Regions from separate parts of the Ovis aries genome. Here region 1 is linked to region 2. Evidence: chromatin contacts called from public Hi-C data. All regions are on one chromosome and are shown on one strand. Each heading gives the region's core, a stretch centred on a gene start, on an enhancer-like site or on the middle of the called end of the contact. The rest is flanking DNA. Distances are from core to core; before and after follow the strand shown. Region 1 overlaps ABR (ABR activator of RhoGEF and GTPase). Region 2 overlaps ABR (ABR activator of RhoGEF and GTPase).

Evidence for each region. Hi-C and Micro-C count contacts between places; a contact is called where the count stands out from the background.
Region 1: a contact with region 2 is called in a Hi-C map of liver, with 2.2 times the contacts expected there. The contact joins two enhancer-like sites. A contact is called at or near these places in 8 of 16 Hi-C or Micro-C datasets (blood, hypothalamus, liver and 4 more).

What each region holds. Positions count from the first base shown.
Region 1 is chr11:21,746,047-21,749,488 of ARS-UI_Ramb_v3.0, forward strand. It overlaps ABR (ABR activator of RhoGEF and GTPase), which reads left to right. Exons shown (of 22, transcript XM_042255476.2): 11 at 719-794; 12 at 1,261-1,365; 13 at 2,099-2,173. Among named protein-coding and RNA genes, the nearest start is that of TIMM22, 50 kb to the right of the region's middle. Within about 2 kb of position 1,280, at least 8 of the 54 cell types and tissues checked have an H3K27ac peak or open chromatin away from gene starts, as enhancers often do. A contact at or near this core is called in liver, where this site is marked.
Region 2 is chr11:21,697,400-21,700,914 of ARS-UI_Ramb_v3.0, forward strand. All of the region lies in intron 2 of ABR (ABR activator of RhoGEF and GTPase), which reads left to right. Among named protein-coding and RNA genes, the nearest start is that of ABR, 97 kb to the left of the region's middle. Within about 2 kb of position 1,827, at least 6 of the 54 cell types and tissues checked have an H3K27ac peak or open chromatin away from gene starts, as enhancers often do. A contact at or near this core is called in liver, where this site is marked.

The sequences.
Region 1 (3,442 bases), core at 30-2,529, 48 kb after region 2:
ATGCACTCGCAGGGAAGTCATTTACTGGCCTAGGAATTAGCGTGTCCTGCGAGGAGCATTTTTTCTGTGGCTGACTGGCCTTCCCAAGACATCAAATTGTCATAAAATATATTAAAAAAAAAAAAGACTATACAGAGGAATGCTGTATGTAGAACTACAGGGTGACAAGTGGAGTCCGAGTGCAAGGAGAACCGCCTGTGCCCTCTGTCCCCTGCAGAAAGCCAACAAAGGACAGAGCCGGGCCATCGAACGCCTGAAGAAGAAGATGTTTGAGAATGAGTTCTTACTGCTGCTCAATTCCCCCACAATCCCGTTTCGGATCCACAATCGGAATGGAAAGGTCAGGAAGGACGGGGCTAGGACAGACAGCCCCCTTCCTCCAGGGCTGCCCACTCGCTATGGCTCCTGGCCCTGAACCAGACCTGTGGAAATCAGGGTTTCAGGTGCCCCCCAACCCCCATTCCCAACAAGGCTGCATGGCTCCTGCCCTGGACTGCCTCTCCCCACGCATGGAGAGCCAGTGCCCTCTGCTGGCCATCACTGGCACTGCCACTCCCATCACCAGGCTTCCTAGGGGGAAGGCCTTCCTCCCACCTGCCGCCTTCTCCAAGCGTAAGGGTGCCTGGGTACAAAGGAGCTTTATTGGGGGCCCCAGAATCCAAAAATGTCCTAGGCCTGACTGTGATCATTCCAGTGAATTCTCATCTCCTCTCTTCAGAGCTACCTGTTCCTACTGTCCTCAGACTATGAGAGGTCAGAGTGGAGAGAAGCAATCCAGAAGCTACAGAAGAAAGGTAACACCCCACCTCTGCTCTACACTGCCCTGCTGGTGTCCATGGCAAGAGAGGGCCTTCTGCATTTCCAAGCACTTCGATGTCCACTGGCTCCTCTTTAGCCCTCCTAGTTACTCTGGAAAATGCCAGGGCAGGTGGTTCTTAACGGATGTTACTGATCAATTGAGACCCAAAGAATTTAGGTGATTTGCTTAAGAATGTATAGTGAATTGTCAGCAGGACTGGACCCAGAGCCCAAAGTCTTTCTGTCATGTACATAATTCATGAACCTCTCCAATTAGACCCTGTGCTTCTTACCCCTCTGGCAGCACCCCTGACTCTCCCAAGCTGAGTGTCTACTCCCTCTTCCAATGACCAACTCTGCCCTTAGAGCTAATCTTTTTTTCCTGCAGTAGCCCTCAAAGAAGAGCAGTGGGTCCTAGTGGACCTGTGACGACATTCCGCTCTCTCTTGGCTCCTCCTACAGATCTTCAGGCCTTTGTCCTGAGCTCGGTGGAACTCCAGGTGCTCACAGGATCCTGTTTCAAACTTAGGACTGTACACAACATTCCTGTCACCAGCAATAAAGACGGTAAGATCTGGAATCCGAGGTTGCTCAATCAGCGGGTCCAAGCCCCCGGGGTATTGCCAGGGCCTTCTACAAACACCTAGCCAGTCACTTGGCTACCAGTAGCTGACCTCTGCTCCGCTGGGCTGGGAAGACTCAGTTGCCAGATACACAGGGAGTTTGAACAGATGTTTTTCTCTGCTGAGTCCCTGGATGGCGCCCAACTCCTCCCTGGCGACCTCTGGCTGAAGAGAAGAATCTGGTGTCCTGGTGCACTGGGACTGTGATGTTAATATGTTCTTGGAAGCAGAAGGCTTAAGCCTGGGGCAGGGTGGTGGTGGAGCGCAAGGTTAGGTGGGTTAGAGTAGTGTGTGAGAAATAAGGCTGGACCCACTCTTTGGCACAGAGTGACTTATCTTGGTTAATTTCCACTTTGGAAGGCAAGACTGAGGAGGGCAGCAGTGGGATAGGCAGGATTCATAAGAGGAGGGAAAGTGCCCCCAGGGATCGGGACTTAGTCCTAGCCCAGGAGGAAGGTGTGGACTGGCCGCCGAGGCAGAGTGGGGGGAGTGCGTCAGCTCGCGCTCCGGGGAGTAATGGACTGTGGACGCTTCTTCCTCTGGCCACCAGGTGGTGCTGTCGGATAAAGGCGCAGACTTGCTCCCATCCTTTGTGTAACCAACCAGCCAGGGGTGAGGCCGGGGAGGAAGCAGGCCTCTCATCACCCTCTTCCCTGGGGGGCTTTTCTCTCTTGCAGACGACGAGTCTCCAGGGCTCTATGGCTTCCTCCATGTCATCGTCCATTCTGCCAAGGGGTTTAAGCAGTCAGCCAGTAAGTACCCATGACCGCCTGCCCCAGGAAGAAGCTTCGTTGTTCTTCCTTTCACAGAAAGTCCCTGTGGACCCACTGCGTGGGGCCTCCCACCTGCTCTGCCTTGGTCTGCCCAGGCTGGGGCCCTGCCAGCTGCTTTGAGGTGCGGGGCATTCCCCCAAAGGCCAAGAGCTAGCTCCTCTTGGCAGGGATTCATCCCTGCTCTCTGTCTTCAAAGTCTGCTCTGCCCTAAGCCCTTCTCTCCCCAGGTATTAGAAATATGGGGCTCCAATCTCACATCTGCAGATCATAAGCTGTGTGACCTTGGGCAAATCTCTTAACCTCTCTGAGCCTTCTCTTTTTTCTAGAAAAAAGGCAATCGTGCTTGTTAATACTTACCCAAGAGTCGGCTTAAACATGACATTTATGTGTAGGGCCAGCGCCCTGCTACCACACATTCTTTTTCCTTCTTTATCACCATCTGCTGTGTCCGTACAGTTCTTAGTATTTTACAAGATACAGTTACATTTTTATCTAACTTTTCTCCCTGTAGGAATTTGTGAGTTAGATGGCTAATAGTTTCTTCCCATTTGCCAGATGAGAAAACTGAGTCACAGAGAAATAAAAGGACTTAATATTATATAGGATCAGAAACCTGACTCCTCTCACTCCCTTCTCTTCCCCTCTGCCTCTCTTCCTGCAGCGCACCACGCAGAGGGTATGCCATTGACTTGCAAACGGTCATTCAATTAACATTCTCTGTGACACCTGGATTCCCGCAGCCCCTCTGCCTGCCTTCTCTGTGTTCCCATCACCCTGGGGCAGCACCTGTCATACTTTTTTTTGCCACTTAAAATGTGCTTCATGCACTGTGAGTTCTGAGAGGACAGGAGCCACGTCTCCTTCATCGCTGAGTGAACAGGAGCTCAAAATGCTGAACGAAGTAGTTTATTTCCAGACACCTATTGTGCTGCCGGGTCCCTTACTAGGTGCTAGAGAAAATGCAGATGTGGCCAGTGAGCTGACAGGGGTTGGCACATTCAGAACTTTTTCGGGTGCATTATCTGCTCGGAGCCTCCTGGCACCCTTTCTAGGTCGCTGATGCCATTCCCACTTGTCACACAAAGAAGCTGAGGCCAGAAAGCTCCAGGGACTTTCCCAGGGCGGCTCAGCAGGGCACACAGGTGATGGAGTTGAATCCATGCCTTCTGACACCAAGGCCCACGCTTTCCCCTCTAGAGCAGCATTTCTCTCAGTGTGGCCAGGACCCCCTCACGCATCACTCGGGCT
Region 2 (3,515 bases), core at 577-3,076:
AAGGATAGATCCCTCCTATCTGGAAGGGCTGCTGGGAGGACCAAGAGACACAGCAGTTGTGGAAAGACAGTCTGCATCCCCAGGAGGACAGCTCCTCAGGTGATTGTCTTTGACCCTCTCCCTGGATGTGAACCCAGTTCTCCGTGGGTCCCCAGCTCTGGCTGTCCTTGGGCCTTCCCACCCCGACTCTAGTCCTAGCAGAGGTGGCTCAGCGCCACCCCCCTCCCCGCCCCCCGGCGTGCCTGGGAAGCAGAGGCCCCTCTGGAGGGTATCACGGTGGATGCCCGGGTTCCACAGGTACCATCCACCCAACCTGAACCTCTTGATTTATCTTCTTGGGAGACCCTTTGTCTTGCCCTGTAAACCTCTTCACTATGTGTTTTTCTGAGCACTTACCTTTTTTTTTTTTTTTTTTGGCTGCACCTTGCAGCTTACAGGATCTCAGTTCCCTGACCAGGTTTTGAACCCAAGCCATGGCAGTGAAAGCCCAGAGTCCTAACCACTAAACCACCAGGGCACACCTTTTATAAACTCTTGTTCTGGGTGCTATGGGATAAACAGGAATTGCCCCTCACCGCACCCCCCTTCACACACACACATGCACACACATGCACACAGTCCCTCAATTTCAAGGCTTGAGAGATGTATTAATACAGCATCTCAAGGAAGAAGCCATGTGGCCTCAGGTGGGGGAATCAAGGAAGGCAGCATGGAGGAGGCAGCTGGTCAGGAAGGACATTCTAGATAAAGGGGGCTGTTTAAGTTCTGGAATGTGGGAAGACCTCTGGAGGTGTGAGAAGAGGGGAATGGTCTGGTGGGGCCAGAGCACTGGGTTCACTGGACGAGGTGGGAGGTGAGGCTGGGATTGGGCTAGGGCTCCCCTTTCCTGCACTCTTCACACCTCAGCACCCCTGCCAAAGGAGAGGAGAATTAGCTATTGCCTGCCAAAGACTCGACACATGCCAGACACTGCCTCTCGTGTACAAGTCCTCCCAGCAGACCTAGCTTATGTGCTATGCAATATGCAAGTCACTCAATCGTGTCCGATGCTGTGCGACCCCGTGGGCTGTAGCCCACCAGGCTCCTCTGTCCATGGGATTGTCCAGGCGGGAATACTGGAGTGGGTTGCCATGCCCTCCTCCAGGGGACCTTCCTGACCCAGGGATCGAACCTGCATCTCTTATGTCTCCTGCATTGGCAGGCGGGCTCTTTGCCACTAGTGCCACCTGGGAAACCCTCAGCAAACCTAGAGTTGGTATTAGAATTATCCCCATTTTACAGATGAGGAAACCGAGGCCTAGAGAGTTTGAATGACTTGCCCATGGTCACACAGCTGGTAAGAGGCAGAACAAGGATTCCAGTCTAAAATCCAGGAGAGTTTTTTAATTTTGTTTTTATTTTACTGTGTAAACAGTGTCATGTACTGGCTTATATCCAACATTTGCTTCATGTGATTGAACTCTATCTGATGTTTGTAGTGACTTCTGCTATAGCAGAAAAAGGGAAGTCAGAGGGAGGAGGCTGATTATCAAGAAGATGATGAACCTGATTGTATCTGTGGTGGATGCTGACCCTGTGTCTACCCGTGGCACTGGTCCCCCAGGGTCAGTTCTCATTGGCCCAGGGTCTGATGAGCTCTGGAAAACATAGGGGTGGGGCTTGAGTTCCTGCCAAGGAAGTAGGAGGGGCCAGGGATAAGCAGAGAAGAGGGAGAGGGGGATCCAAGCCAGGATCAGGCCTGGAGGCGAGACTGCGCCTGGCCCTTTCAGGGGACAGCAAACAGCAGAGGTGGTTGTTATCAACAGTGTGATCAGTTGAGTCATCAGCAAGGGCCCCACTGTCCTTGTTTGGGCTGACTTGGTGGCTTCCTGCTGGACACAGAGTGAGCAATGTGTTAGAAAGAGTAATCTGATGTCAGCGGGAGGGACACATTGAAACGCTGTCCGGTCACTCCCGGTCAGATTTTTCCATGCCTGCCCTTAGCAATGCTGTCAAGGCCATGCCTAACCTGACCACTTGACTGCTGCCCACCTCTGCAACCTCATCACCAGCCCTCCAGCTAGAACGTGAGCTCCATGACAAAGCCATGGAGCTTTGTCAGTTTTGTACTGAAATGTTTGCTCATTGCAAACTCTAGTACCTAGAACTGTGCCTGGCACGTCAGAGATGCCCAGTAAGTACTGGTTGAATGAATGAAGACTGGCCACCCAGACTGAACTCATTTCATTGAGCCTCATGCTGTCCTGTCTGTCCGCGAGTCACCGCTGGCATGGCTAGTCCCTGTTCATTTTCAGGTAGGAGTTTTGTTTTTGTTTTAATCTTTTGGCTGTGCCTTGTGGCATGCTGGATCTTAGTTCCCCAGCCGGGGATCCTATCGCCCCTGCTGCAGTCGAAGTGTGGAGTCCTAACCACTGAACCACCAGGGCAGTCCCAGGTAGGAGTTTTAAGGCCACCTTCTCTGGAGAGCTTCCTGCGACTCCCCTTTGCCGCATCAGATGTGCGTGTCTTGTGCCCCCAGAGCTCAGTCTACTTTCCCAATTGTAGCACTTAACACACTTCTTTTTTTAACTTCTTTATTTTTTGATGATATCACTGAAAATTCTAATTTTACAGAAGTGTATAATATGGAAAGTGAAAGTCTCCTTAAGTCCCCTTTTACAGAGAGAATATCTGTTAAGAGATGGTTGTGTATTTTTCCAAGTAAGATATTATATACATAAAATACGTTTTTATAGGAGCCTGGTGGGCTTCTGTCTATAGGGTTGCACAGAGTCGGACACGACTGAACGACTTCCCTTTCACTTTTCACTTTCATGCATTGGAGCAGGAAATGGCAACCCACTCCAGTGTTCTTGGCTGGAGAATCCCAGGGACAGGGGAGCCTGGTGGGCTTCTGTCTATGGGGTTGCACAGAGTCGGATACGACTGACACAACTTAGTAGTATAAATACATTATATAATATGTATGTATTTACTTATACATTATATAATTATATATAATACATTATGCATTATACATATATAAACACATTCTATGTATATGTGTATATGTATATATCGTTGTTGTTTAGTCGCTAAGTCGTGTCCAACTCTGCGACCCCATGGACTGTAGTCCGCCAGGCTCCTCTGTCCCTGGGATTTTCCAGGCAAGAATACTGGAGTAGGTTGCCATTTCTCTAATATGTGTATATGTGTGTGTGCATATATATATATATATATTTTAAAGTGGGATCATGCTATTGATACTTTATGCAATTTGCTCTGGTTATTTTACTTAATAAGTCTTGGACATCTTGCATGTCAGTAATTAAAGACTACCTCGTTCTCCTTCACAACTGTATGTAGTGTTTCTTTTAGCGGATGTACCATAATTCACTTGGCCAGTCCCCTTCAAATGGACATTTGGACTGTTTCCAGTCTTTCACTGGTTTAACCATCATTGAAGTGAATATCTTTGTGCAGAGATCTTTGAGCCCTTGTAGAAATGTTTTTTGCAGAAAAATCCCTTAAAGTGG